Regions from separate parts of the Anas platyrhynchos genome. Here region 1 is linked to region 2. The links are chromatin contacts, called in public Hi-C maps. All regions are on one chromosome and are shown on one strand. Each heading gives the region's core, a stretch centred on a gene start, on an enhancer-like site or on the middle of the called end of the contact. The rest is flanking DNA. Distances are from core to core; before and after follow the strand shown. Region 1 has its middle 28 kb from the start of WDR75. Region 2 overlaps COL5A2 (collagen type V alpha 2 chain).

Region 1 (6,711 bases), core at 2,096-4,595, 81 kb before region 2:
ATATGATTCATTCTATAAAATAAAATATAGTCATCTGTCAAGTAAGCATATTCTGACAGCAGGAACACAAAATATGCTACAGCTGTAATAACTTGGTTAAAAGATGGAAATACCGGTCTATTTTAGAAATATGTTAAAACCAAAAAGCAGCCACAGCATATATTATTACAACCTATTATCCTCCAAAAATTACAACCTGTTATGGTATTTCTAGCCGTGTAGTAAGACTGCACATGAAATATTCCATTTACTCGAATTTTCCTTCTTGGTGGTAGTAAGACCGACTGACGCTATGGGAATGGTATTTTAATAATGCTTTGAGAGATGATGTAATACTCTGATCTTTTAAAGGGATTGTCTTTCTGCAAGGATTTTTGTCTTAGATTACTAAAAAAAACAACCTCTGAAGAGCTCTCATTTGTGTGGGTTTTTCAGGCACTTCATCCAGGAAAAAGTGCACTGCACAATTTATTTTGCCATCCTCTAACACAACAACACACTCATCCAAATCCTTTTGAAGCTTAAGAACTTTCTAGCTATTTCTGTAGGTTTTGTATCAGGTTCTTAAAAATAATTAAAAAAAATCCTTTTAACCTGCATGCAAGTCAACAACTCATCTCTCAGATTATAAATCTGATCACCAGTGGAAATCAGACAGAAAGATGCCCCTTTAAAGACACTGTGCTATTGTGTAGGACTTTCATGGACATTTTTACTTGTTTAAAACAGGGAATAATTGTGGAGTCAGCTTCCCAGAGGTTGGGGCTAGTGAATTTTGTGCTCCCCATTCTTCCTCAGGAAGCAGACAGGATTCCGCCTCCTTCCCCAAGGTTGCCCAGTTTGGTGTCCTCCTAGGAAGGCACGAATGTGCCGGCTGTTTAGGACGCTTTTCTTCCTCACATTTCCTCCTTTAATGTGTTCTGTGCTCTGTATTTTACTTTCACTGGACTTCCTCCAAATTTTTCATCGGGAGCAGAGAGCATTACTTAAATCTTACATCTGTTAAATGAATCTATTTGTGTGCGGCAGGCTGCTACAGTGATTAATAATTCCCATCTCGCCGTGGACAGTTGATGCAAAACACAGAATAACGTACTTAAAACTGCACATTTCTGACTGGGATCATATTAGTCATCTTTTCTAGACAGAACTGAAGAGCCATGTCTACACTCAAAGTGAGGTTACTTAAAAAGCAGACAGAAAATGGCACGTAAAGGTTCACAGCATTTTCAGAGTATGCATTGATGTATGTAGCTCTAAAAAAATCCAGGGTGTGGGTTTTTTTCTTCTTTCTGGAAGAAAGACAGATGTTTGAACATTACCCACAGCACTCGTCATGTTTTCCAGGTTGGATTGCTGGATGAACTGTGGTTTCCAGTGTGTGATATCTCTGGGATTCCTCTTCTGCTACATCAACATCTGGCAGAGGGATTTTGTGCAGTTCTGTGATTGCTTTCCCCACTTAAATTGCATATGCCATTTAAAATGTTAAAAGGTGGTGACACATGTTATCATACAAAGTAAAAGTGGTTTTGGTTGCCAAATTCCACCACTGCTTTACCGGTTCAATGTGAACTTTTAGTCGTGGGAGGTTAGAGAGCCTAGGCCTAATTTACCTTTTTTTATATTTATGTCTGAGTGAGAACCTTCATCAAGCAATAGTCACTGATAAGAAAGGCACGTGAAGAAAGCTACTGATGAGGAGGAAGAACTCATAACTGGAGTCAAATCTAAAAATTACCAAAGTTTCCCACTGGCTCAGCTCCATAGCTAGCAGTGCAGGTAACCCCTGGATGCCGCAGTGGGGATCAGGCACCAAGAAACTTGTGATGCAGAACTTCTTGGTGACCTGTAGCGAGGCGATTGTGGCCAAGCCCTGCCTTCAGCAACCGCTGCAGAAATGCTACTGAGATCAGAAAAGTTTCAAAGAACTTTGTGAAAACAAATCGTGGTTCTCGTTCTTTCTCTTTAGGGTTGATAAAACAGGTGCTACCCATATATTGCACAAAACTGGGTTTTAAGCATGAAACTAATGCATGTGTTGGTGAATTTGTGACAGGCAGGAGTGTGATGAATCGGTTAGTGTGCCACAGCTGGCAGAAAGCAGCTCTGTAAGCATTATAAACATGTTCATTTTCATCTGGACTTCTATATGGCATCAGCTTGGAGTGCCCAAACTGCAGTTTCTTCAGCTTTGAGTTTGATGTCCTGTATTTCACTTTCTGTTCCCAACTGCTCACTTAAAACTGCGTCATTTTTATGTATTTAATTTTACATGGGCTTAGTGCTTTTTTAATGTCATGGAAGGTAATTTCTACTAGTTGTAACTAGTTGATGTTGCAGTTTCTTTAATGTGTAGTTCCACGTACTACAGGTGTAATCAGAAGAGTTGCCAGAGCTGTATCTCCCTGTTATAAATGGGTCTGGGCTGCACGCACAACCATCTTGCAAGGGCTCAGAGACCAGGAACTCTGCCTGAGCTACTCAGAAATAACCTGAATGTGGTGACTTCCAGGAATACTGCTAAAGAGACCATGCCTCTGTCAAGCAGATTAAAAGTTTCAATTTTAAGCTATGGAACAGCAAAGTAGTGGGTGGCCAAGGTTGTGGGTTTTCATTTAATTGCATTTTAGCGTATTGTATAATTAAGTTTGGTCGTCTAGAGCCTTAGAGGTATATTTTAAAAATTGGTTTAATTTTAAATTAATATGTTTAATATGAAGACAAATCCTTGCGTTTAACCTAGTTTAGGCTGATCCAGCAGCCTCCAAGAGAAAGCCTGGTTTATAATGATAATCTAATTTTTTATTCTACCTTTTTATCTCATTAAGCAATCCTCAATGTCTGTCTGAAAGCAGCTGCTGAAATTCGCCACTTCTAAGGGATGAGGTGAACTCTGCATACAGCAGCAAATGTAACGCTACCTCTAATCCTTCCTTGCAAGGCATGTCTGCTAGTCCTGTAGTTCAGGAGGATGTCCAAAGCCACCTAAAGACACTCCATGTGGAAACCTCAGTCATAAACTATGAGTCCCAAACACTGACCCTAGAAGATGTTCTCTTTGATAAGAATGCAAACAAATAAATCAGTGAATGCATCTGGTACTCCCCAAATTGTACCACTTAGGCCATTGTGATTATGTCTTGCTTCTCTGTCAGTCCTAGTATCCTCCAAGGTTTTTGAGTACGGGATGGATTTACTATCGCAGCCACTACCATTTGCCAGAATTTCTTACTGTAGTCATCTGTGTAGCTGCAGTCATGGCAAAGTCTCTTGTCTTGTGCTCCCCTGAGAGTGCCTCTTATTGGGATTCCTGGAGAATAAATCAGCGACTGTTTCAGCCCACATTCTAGTGAGTGGACGACCTCTGTATCCCTTTGGATTACTCTGTAGTGACTCATAAGTCTGCTCCAGTCCTGGCTTTCTTAACGTTTTCCATTCAGTTCAGTTGCAGAGCAGTGATTTTTCATCAGCCCAGCTGTAAGAACATGAGGGAATCCTGTTTAGAAGAAATTAATTAAGTTTACTGAATCCATGGTGCTTCCTGGCTCTTTATGTGGCAGTTAATTTCATTTTCCTTCTTGTGAATTTCTGCTTGGCAAGTTAGCACGCTGAGCAGCTAGCAAACAGAGGGAAATATCTCCTGGCTATCACTCGTCTACGTGTGTGCCAGACTGTGCAGTACGACCCTTGTGTGGCACTTGGTACGTTGCTCCCATGTCCAGCATAATTTAATTTACTGGTTTGCACAGATTTGATTTTGGAAAAAGAAATTCGGCCACGCTGATGTGTGGAACAATCCGATCACATAATCTCTCTATATTAAACAGTGGGAGGATGGTGATGGGTTTGCAAAGAAGTGAACATGCTGAATAAAGTGTAGCCAGGATGGAAGATGGAGCTTTTAAAGGAACATACACGAGAGAAGACTGAGAGCTAGTTCCCATATAGGATTTCCAGGAGTAACCCTTAATGGGAAAGCAGCTACAGAAAATGTTTTGCATGCTCACTCCCTCAGTGCAGATGACGAGACCAGCCAGGGCTATGGTAGGGAGAACTAAAATAGATGAAAATTCAGTGCCAAACAACGCTGTGCTCCCTTGCTGCTTATGGGTCTGTCCCCATCAGATTTTTATTACTCGAAGGCAATAGCACCAGCCTTAGCTCCCCACATTCTGGGGAGGTAATGACTTTCAGTAATGTGCTGCTATAAGATGGATTTGTCCAGTCCATCTAACATTGTGTTTCTGCATCCATCTCAGTTTAAAATACCTTGCAAGTTACTCCAATAAAGAACAGGATTTCTCACAAAAAAGTAAAGCTGAATCTGGTGGTCTTTGATAATTTATAGCATTTTACTTGGATTTTGTTTTCTAAACATGTATTTCTCATGACTTTTTACTTTGGCAGACAAATAAGCAAAGTCATCAGCTAAAGCTTTAGCTAGACCTGTGGTGGATTTATTGTATGAAATAAAAGCAGCAGATCTCATGACTGAAAATCACAATCCACTGCCATTTGTTCATCCAAATTCTGAAAGTTGTTCTGTGTGTAAACATATCTGTGTGACAGTCATTACACAAAGAAGACCCAAGTTTGAAGACAAAGTGTATAATTTTTTCTTAACATAATGTTCTAACTGGAAATTCTGTTCATTTTTTTTAATCAACAGATTTGATCAAATCATCGAGAAAGAACTATTCCTGTGACAAAGGCTGGATCTGAGAGAGTCCCCAGACAGGCGTTATTCTGAAGGACAGATACAGTAAGCAGCAGAAATAATTCGTAATTCTTACTTTATTCTTAAAACATTTAAGACCCCCATCAGAACATGCAATAGAAATGCTGTTTGAGAGGACGTGTTACTGATGCTTAACACTGCTGGCTTTTGGAGTGGTAGAACTTAGAAAAGAGTTTAAAGAATTTTAAGGTTAAAGAATTACCTGCCTGAAATTGTGAAAATTCATTTCACTTTATTTTCCTTTTCCTGTTAAAATTAAGTACCAACACTTCTAAATTACACTGACGTCTTCCTGTATTTACTGTACCTGCTGTGTTCTTCTACCTTTCACTTCTGGGTGAAATGGGTGAAATGGAAGAGTCACTGACATGAGGCACTGCTAAACATGAAAATTGTTAAAAATAAATATCTGAACTTGAAGAGTTCTTAAAAATAAAAAGCTGCATTTCATTTTTCACAGCCAGCATTGAATTTCATATGTTCCATTATTAAATGAGGCTTGCAATACTACCACCCTGATAAAATTTCCATTAAAAAAAAAAATATTATTTTTTTAAACACCAGAGACTGCAGTTACTTGAGAAGAGTGTTTTCCATAAAGGTGGTGCAAATCTGATTTCTTAGCAAACCTATAGGTGAATGTTGTATCTTATAGATAATAAGAAGCGTTTGGACTGTGCACTTAGTCACATGGTCTGAATTTTTGGATAGACCTGTGTGGTGCCAGGAGTTGGACTCGATGACCCTTATGGATCCCTTCCAACTCAGGATACTCTGTGGTTCTATGATTCTATGATAATAACTAACAATGTTAAGAAAAGAAAGCTTTGAAAAGCTACAGCAACATATTATACCACACTGCCTTTTAATGTTAATAATAAGGGTTTATGCATGCAGCTAATTACATTTTTATGACTGCTTTGTGCAATGGCCAGAAAATAGGTACTCACTTGTAAGCACAAGTGTTTTTCTCACAAAAGAAGTCTCAGTGACTGCTGTGAGTGATTAGGGTTATTAACAGATTAATTGACGAGCCAGGTGGAGTTGACGAAGTGGCGTGCCAGGTTTTGTGGGATCTCTTTGGCAAGCAGGTAGAAGGAGAAAGATGAAGTAGGAAGCAGTCCTGCTATCTGGAGGTTCACCACGGTGAGTTGTAGAAAGTGCTACAGCTATACCAAGAGCTCAGGGAAAAATCCTCGTGTATACTATTGCTGACTAGAGTTGTGATTATATGAGCTTTGGTGCTTATGTACTTTTGCATGCCTATAAAGAAAACAAAAACCAGCTGAATATCTACGCATCTGCTAATTTTCTTGAGATGTTTACCTTCATAGAGTTTATGACAAAATTAGGGTCAGCGTTTTCAAACCTTTTGTGCTTGTGTTCTAGACATAATATAAATTGGTAGGTATTAATTGCTGTGTCACTAGAAATTGATAAGCTTGTCCTTTTAACATGTTGAAATACCCATAAAGATATTTTCTGCAAGAATCTATGGTTTTCTTTTGATGTGATTTCCACTTATTTGTTAGGATTGGACTACTTGATTAAAGAAGAATAAAACATGAAACAAAACAAATCCTTGAGTTTCAAGAAGTCTGGTAGAATTTGTGTGGTATTGCTACTAACAAGTCAAGATGTTATAAGTGAAGATGTCTATTCTGACCTCATATCATTATTTTGAAGCAAAAAGAGATGAAAAATGGGCGGTTTGTAAGCTTCAACATTTGAAAAACAGATCTTATTGTTATAAAGTAGTAGTGCAAGTTTAGGGAAACGTCAGCTATGATCTTGAAAATTCTTCATAATTTGAATTCCATTTTTAATCAAAGAGGACTAAAGTTCCATGAATTTACATATGAGAGAGGAAAAGGAAAGTATGAGAACTTGAATCATGGCATTGATCGTGCTCCTTCCCTGCATGAGTGGGTGTTTGAGGCTCTTTGTGAAAATGCACAGATTGTAATTAT
Region 2 (6,343 bases), core at 187-2,686:
GCTAGTGCAAGATTGCAGTGGTTTCGTATGCTCTCTCTTAAAACATTCGTCGTGTCCTTGGCTCGTTGAGGAGGGGAATTAACATGGATATTTGCTTGCAAAGAAACCAAGCTCAGCAAAAATGCCCAAAGCAGGGTGTGGCTTGCACGCCTTTGCTGGACGCCTTTGGGTTTTCCTCATGTGACTGATGGGCTTTGACAGCCATCTAGTGGCTGGGAGGTTTCTATTTATTTATTTATTTATTTATTTATTTATTTTCCTCAGTAATTTGTACAACTTCAGTGCTGTCAGAGCTGGGCCTGGGTATGTCAGCGCATGACGTGATTTCTACTTGCAAAGAGTTGATGCTTGGTCTCTGAACATGGTGATTTGATATATCAGCTGGGGCTGACTTTGGACTTGTGGTTGAACAGTTCTTTCGTGCTGAAATGATATTCCAACAGATCAATGTATAACAGAAAAAAAATCACATTATAGTCATGGTGCATGTCATTGAAAACCTCATTCCGAAAGGTCCTTTTGTACAAGCACACAAATGAATGTCTTTAAATACTTCCTAGGGTATTTTTTGTACCTTGCCTTTTGTGTTTGCAGGCTGCTCTGAGACTCATTTTCGCTGACTCGAACAGATTGGTGACCCTGTGGATTCTGTACTCAGGTCCAATAGCAGTAATAGTTGTACTTGTTGGTGAGAAAGGAGTTGGTTAATTGACTACCAGATCATTTTGCCACATTAACAATTTCCAAAGCTGCTTCTGGAGTCGTTTAGCATCTTGTGTTACAACTGCAGAGGTAGAAAGAACATGTGAAACAAATACTTAGTGACTCGGCCTCTATAATTAAAAAACTTGTCGATTTCCAAGGCAGGGAAGAAACAGAGTAGTACAATTTCCTTTGCTGCTTTTCTGCTGGTCTGGGTATGGATGGATAACGTGCCTACAGCTCAGGTCTGACGGTGAAACATTAAAAGCTGCTTGTGGGATGAGTTGGAGGTGCAGGAGCTGCTCTCTGCAGGTTACTCTTAGTGTAGCACAGTCACAGCCTAAAGGAAAACCAGAGACAGCAAATGTGGTAAAAAAGATTTGAAATAAAAAAAAAAGTTTGCTTTTCTTTTAAAGTTATCAGTGTATCTGCAATCTGAGAGGAAGTCAGACTTCTTAAAATATTTCCAGAAGTGACTATGTGCTGGTTTGCCCCCTCCCTTTGCCTGCCCGTCCCTTCCCCAGCCGCCGAGCAGGGCTCCGGCAGAAGCCAGTCACCACCTGGCGCAGCTCCGATTTGCCAAAGCAGTTGCTGTGTGGTTTATCTGAAGCCATGACAGAAGGCTGACTTTGGGCTCGGTAACTCAGAAATTTCATTTATGCAAACTGCAGCTCTGGAACAGCACAGCGAGTTCTACTGGTGCTACGTTAAGGAAGACACAGACCATATGCCAGACATCTGGGGGAAAAAGGCTAAATATGTCAGACAGCACGTTATGTCATGCACACAAGGGAGAAGTGAGAAGAGTGCTTTCCAAAATGCGTTCTGCAGTTTGGAAAGTGATTCTCACAGTATCCTAAATGGGCTGTGCACCACACTTGGTCGATGTCTTTACTTCACACTGAAAACATTTCCTCCCGAGCTTCTGTGGCACCCCTTCGAGTCGTTTTGTCAGTGTATGTGATGAACCAGTTGAAGAGGAGATGACCTGGTATGAATTTGGATCTCAGTTTCTGTTGGGAAGCTGCAGAAGCTGATGATGGCAGGCAACAGTTAATGACACATCTGCTCCGTTTCTCTGAGCTTTGACATTGATGGAGTAACGGGACTTGAGTTAAGGCACAAAGCTGAAATCCTAAATCTGTTCCTGTTTATTGCTTTGTGATTTTCTGTTTACATCTGGTTCAAGTTAGGGCAGAAATGCACAGAACAGTGAAGCTGACCTTGCGCTTGGTGCTGTTAATTGCTGTGCTAATAACAGCTTTTCTTAAAAAATGCTGATCGTGATCTTTGACTACCGGGATGCACCCAGAATATGTATGTAGAGCTACCTCTGTTCCCAGTCTTACTTTGGTTCAAAATTAGAGGTGTTTGGAAATCTTCAGCCCGTGGTTTTAACCAGATTGTTCCAGTTCCAAAGACATTTTTGATAGAAGGGTTTCTGTGGTCAGCTGGAGTTGCCACCCAGGATAAGATGAATCCTTGCCACAGTATCCCAAGGTCCGGAGAGTTGTTTGAAGCACAGGAGGCTGCGTGTGGGAGCTCTGCTGCCTATGGCTCCGAGGAGGGAATCTTGGCACTGGGGTTTTTGGGTTGCAGGTTTGGGACCCATTGCCTGGGAACTGAGGACAGTTCGTTCCTACTGCTGGAGCTTGTGTTGTGTGGAGCTTTAGAGGATGAAAAATTCATTGGGCCAAAGTGAAAAAGTCTCTTTTCTGTTGATTTTTAAAAATGTTGGACAACCAAAGAATTTTTTTTTGTTTTAAGTGTGTTTTATTTTAAAATTGTTTTTTATTTTTAGGAGGAGGTTATTACTTCATTATTAAAAAAAAAAAACAACAACAAAAAACACAAACAAAAAAAAACAACTCTCCCTTCACCCCCCCCCAAAAACCGAAACCAACCCAAACAACAACTACAGGTATTTGGACTGTTTGCTTACACAGCAGGAAGAAAACACAGGCATGGACTTAACTATGGATAGAACAATACCTAAAGGGACAGTCATGTTCCCCCTCAAACAGGGAAATTTTTGAAAATTTTAAGTTCTCTCAGAACATTAACATAAAAACAAACAATAAAAGAGAGAGAGAGAATTCAACCTAGGGAAGTCGTTCTGTCTTGGTGACAGTAGACTGGAAAACTACATTGAATGGATTTCTAAATGGAATTAGTGGAATTCAAGAAAAATAAATAAAGGTGACAATACTAAGGCAAGAAAGAAAGAAAATTTGCTATAAAGCACATGGATTAGGGTAAAAAAGATGCATAACTTTAGTAAAATAGGATGAGCTCCATACAAATGTGAGAAACACATACACAGATAGAACATTCGTATTCAGTAGATGCTACACCTATGTAAATGGCCACGTAGACAATCTATTATATACAGATACTCCTAAGGCAATATGCTTTTGAGACCTTGTGGTGGGGTTGTGCTTTTCCACGACTCCATTTTACTTCTCCTTGTCTGAGGAATAAGGTGGTAAAATAAGAAAGACATTTAAGATGACTGGTATTTAAAAGACATTAACTTCAGCTATGCTGGTAGACTGTTTTCTCCATGTATGTGGTGCTGCTTTTCATCTCCAGACCTGCTCTTTCCTCATCCTAATACTCCTTTGATTTCACAGTTGGAAAATGTTTAATATATCCTCACTCTTTTTTCCAGGAGAAGATGGTGAAGAAATCGCCTGCACTCAGAATGGCCAGATGTACCTGAACCGGGATATTTGGAAGCCGTCGCCTTGCCAAATTTGCGTCTGTGACAACGGAGCTATTCTTTGCGATGAAATCCAGTGTCAAGATGTGCTGGAGTGTGAGAACCCACAGGTGCCCCCAGGGGAGTGCTGTCCTGTGTGTCCCCATACGACACGAGATTTTGACAACGGCATTGGTAAGATTGCTTTCCAGTTCACTTTTTGTTGAAAGGAGAACCAGTCAGGCTGGCCTTGAGAATGAGATTTGCTCTGCTGTGGTTCAAAATGGGATAGGGAGACCCTGATGAAATCTAGATCTGTTCCCAGTTTCAAGTCTGAATATGCAGGAAGATCGGTGGTGAGGTTAAAGTTCTCTAAAATCAGCCCAAAGGAGTAGAAACCTCACGATACTGAAGTTTCTAATAGCATTTCCATAGTGAAAGTTTAAATCTGAAGAGAGTAAATACTTGGCAGCTGTTTTCCGTCTTGGTTTGCACCTGAGCTGGCTCTGGAAACAGTTTTCTTCTGACTATGAATGTGATTAAGCCCAAAGGCTTTACAGCTACGAGGTTGAGCTGAATTCCATCTTGATATTTCAAGGAGATTGCTTTCTGGGTTCTTTTTGTGGTTCATCTGGAACTGAAAGATGAATATGCTAAGACATAATAAAACAGAGCATTCTTTGATAGAAAGCTCAATTCCAGGCCTCTCCAATAGTTGAATCAATGTAAATCTTGATTCTGTAAGTGGTGAAATGTAAGCACTATAAAGCGTTTCCCCAAGGTGAAACACGAACACACAGTTCTCTCATGAGACATCAGAAAAAAAAAGTAGTATAAAGTATTCTTAACTTCCTGCTTGCATACTTTCTGTGATATACCTTCAAGATAATGTCTTTTCCAGTCAATTTTTAATTCTGGGAGAGACTTGGATGAAGTAAATCCCTCCAAATATTGTCCTAAGAGAAAATCTCTTAACGTGCAATTAATATTCATTAATACGGTGCATTGCATTATCTGAACTATTCTTTATACGACAATTAAAGCATTTATTTATTTTTTCAGGAGGTATAATGACTGTTGATTAACTTAGTATAGAACAAAATAGTAATGAAGAGTGTGTGGTAGGGACTTGTGTAATTGAGCAATGGAGCAAGATGTGGCAAGCATTAATAAACAGATGGGGTGCCTCCTGCTGTGTTTTGGGAGGCATTAGGCCAAGGCCAACAGATACACCCAAAAGATATAAGAGCAGTATGGAAACATTCCAGAATTCCTTACTGTTAGTCAAGGTATTAATAAAATATTCCTCTGAAGGATGTTTGTGGATAGGAGTGTGGCTACGTGGCTCTGAATTCAGGCATGTGTGATATTGTAAAACTTTAACCAAAAAAAAAGTCAAAGACCCTCCAGTCAGCTCTGTCTTTTGAAAAACACTGTGTTGTATGTTGTGGGTCCGTCAGCAGTGCTTGTATGCAGATCTGTAATAAAACTTTGTTTGACCTGACTGCCAACCATTCAGCCAGTGCTAAAAGCTTCTGAGAGTTCCCCACAGGACGTTCTGCGTTCCTGAAGTGCTGCTTCTTACCTTTGCAATGCTGGAAAAGGATGAGGGTCAGGGACATCACTGAGACCTTTCTGGTTCCTCACACATGAAGGAGGATGTGTATCTCTGGGACCTTCTCCAGGTCTCTGTGCATCCAGGGTCTGGATGGTTCTAGTTGTAACTCCTTCACTCAACTGTTACCATGTCTGTCTCTTGGAGTAAAAACATTAATTGTTTCTCTTTTCTTCTTTTATCCCTTTTAATAGGTAGAGGAAGAAAGGTAAGACTTCCTTTATTTGTTTACTTATTTTTAAACTGATTACAACTGTTAAAAAGTCTCTTGTGTCACCTTGGACCACTTTACAGTAAATAAATATAAGCTCTTGTAAAAGCAATTAATTCTTTTTCTCTTGTTCTTCCTCAAGATGGGAAGAAGCAAATCTTCATGGAAAAAATTCTGGGATGCAGGCAAAAAATCTTAGTCTTAATATAGAGAATCCCCTGACTGAAAATCCCTGCTGTCTACATCAAAGGAATTCCAGTATAAGTAGTTTGGTTGTTTCATATCAGGCAGTGCCACAAAATGATGGAAGGGAACCACCATTTTATTAGAAGTCAAAGTCCTAAAACTCTCAGCTTGGCTTTGCTGAAACTTTGCTGAAACTTTGTCTAGACATCCTGGGGTTGGCTTTAAACTACACGGAATTCAGGTTACAGCCACAAGCTAGCTGTTGCACTACTGCATATAGGGCAGAGCAGCCCCTGAGATACCGTGCAAGGCTGGTACATCAGCTTTGCAGCCCATCTGGCTTATCGCTGCACCAGATGTAATTGCAGGAGTCTATATGACAACTTCTACTGGTAGGCAAACATAGCCCAGATCTGTTCTGCCTTACTGGTATCCCAGGGCACTGATGTGATGAGCTCCATCACAAAGATATACCTCCAAGTTCAAGTTTTTCAAGACGTTTTACACCGCTCTTTGATCTAAATCATGTTTTTAAGAATAACTTTGTTTTTCTTACATTTGCTGATGTATTTAATTTTATATACTTGGCCATGAATAAATTGGGCTTTGTATAAATCACTAGAGGATTGCCCAAATATCATAAAAACACTCAGCCATATTTAAAGGTATGAAACCACTGTTAAAAATGGTAATTTTTTTTTTTTGACACCCTTTGTACTTTCACTGTGGAATTAGTTCAGGGTGCCCCAGGCAGCTTGCATCACATCACAACTACGTTTAGGCACCGTTAAGTAAAACATTGGCAGCTGATACCTGAGGGCTCATGCAGGTCCCCTCCGACAGACAGCTCTGTAGGCGCTGGGTATGTCTGGGTGCAGGATGGAGACGCATTCTGAGTTTCTGAGATGGTAAGCAGCCTCAAGAAGTA

The links. Hi-C and Micro-C count contacts between places; a contact is called where the count stands out from the background.
Region 1: a Hi-C map of skeletal muscle shows a contact between it and region 2, with 3 times the contacts expected there. The contact joins two enhancer-like sites. A contact is called at or near these places in 5 of 8 Hi-C or Micro-C datasets (F1 follicle, liver, skeletal muscle and 1 more).

The regions. Positions count from the first base shown.
Region 1 is chr7:35,791,530-35,798,240 of IASCAAS_PekinDuck_T2T, reverse strand. No RefSeq gene overlaps it. Among named protein-coding and RNA genes, the nearest start is that of WDR75, 28 kb to the left of the region's middle. Within about 2 kb of position 3,345, at least 3 of the 8 cell types and tissues checked have an H3K27ac peak or open chromatin away from gene starts, as enhancers often do. A contact at or near this core is called in subcutaneous adipose tissue, where this site is marked.
Region 2 is chr7:35,709,009-35,715,351 of IASCAAS_PekinDuck_T2T, reverse strand. COL5A2 (collagen type V alpha 2 chain) reads left to right here. Exons shown (of 54, transcript XM_038182147.2): 2 at 3,374-3,598; 3 at 5,213-5,226. Among named protein-coding and RNA genes, the nearest start is that of COL5A2, 49 kb to the left of the region's middle. Within about 2 kb of position 1,436, at least 1 of the 8 cell types and tissues checked has an H3K27ac peak or open chromatin away from gene starts, as enhancers often do. A contact at or near this core is called in subcutaneous adipose tissue, where this site is marked.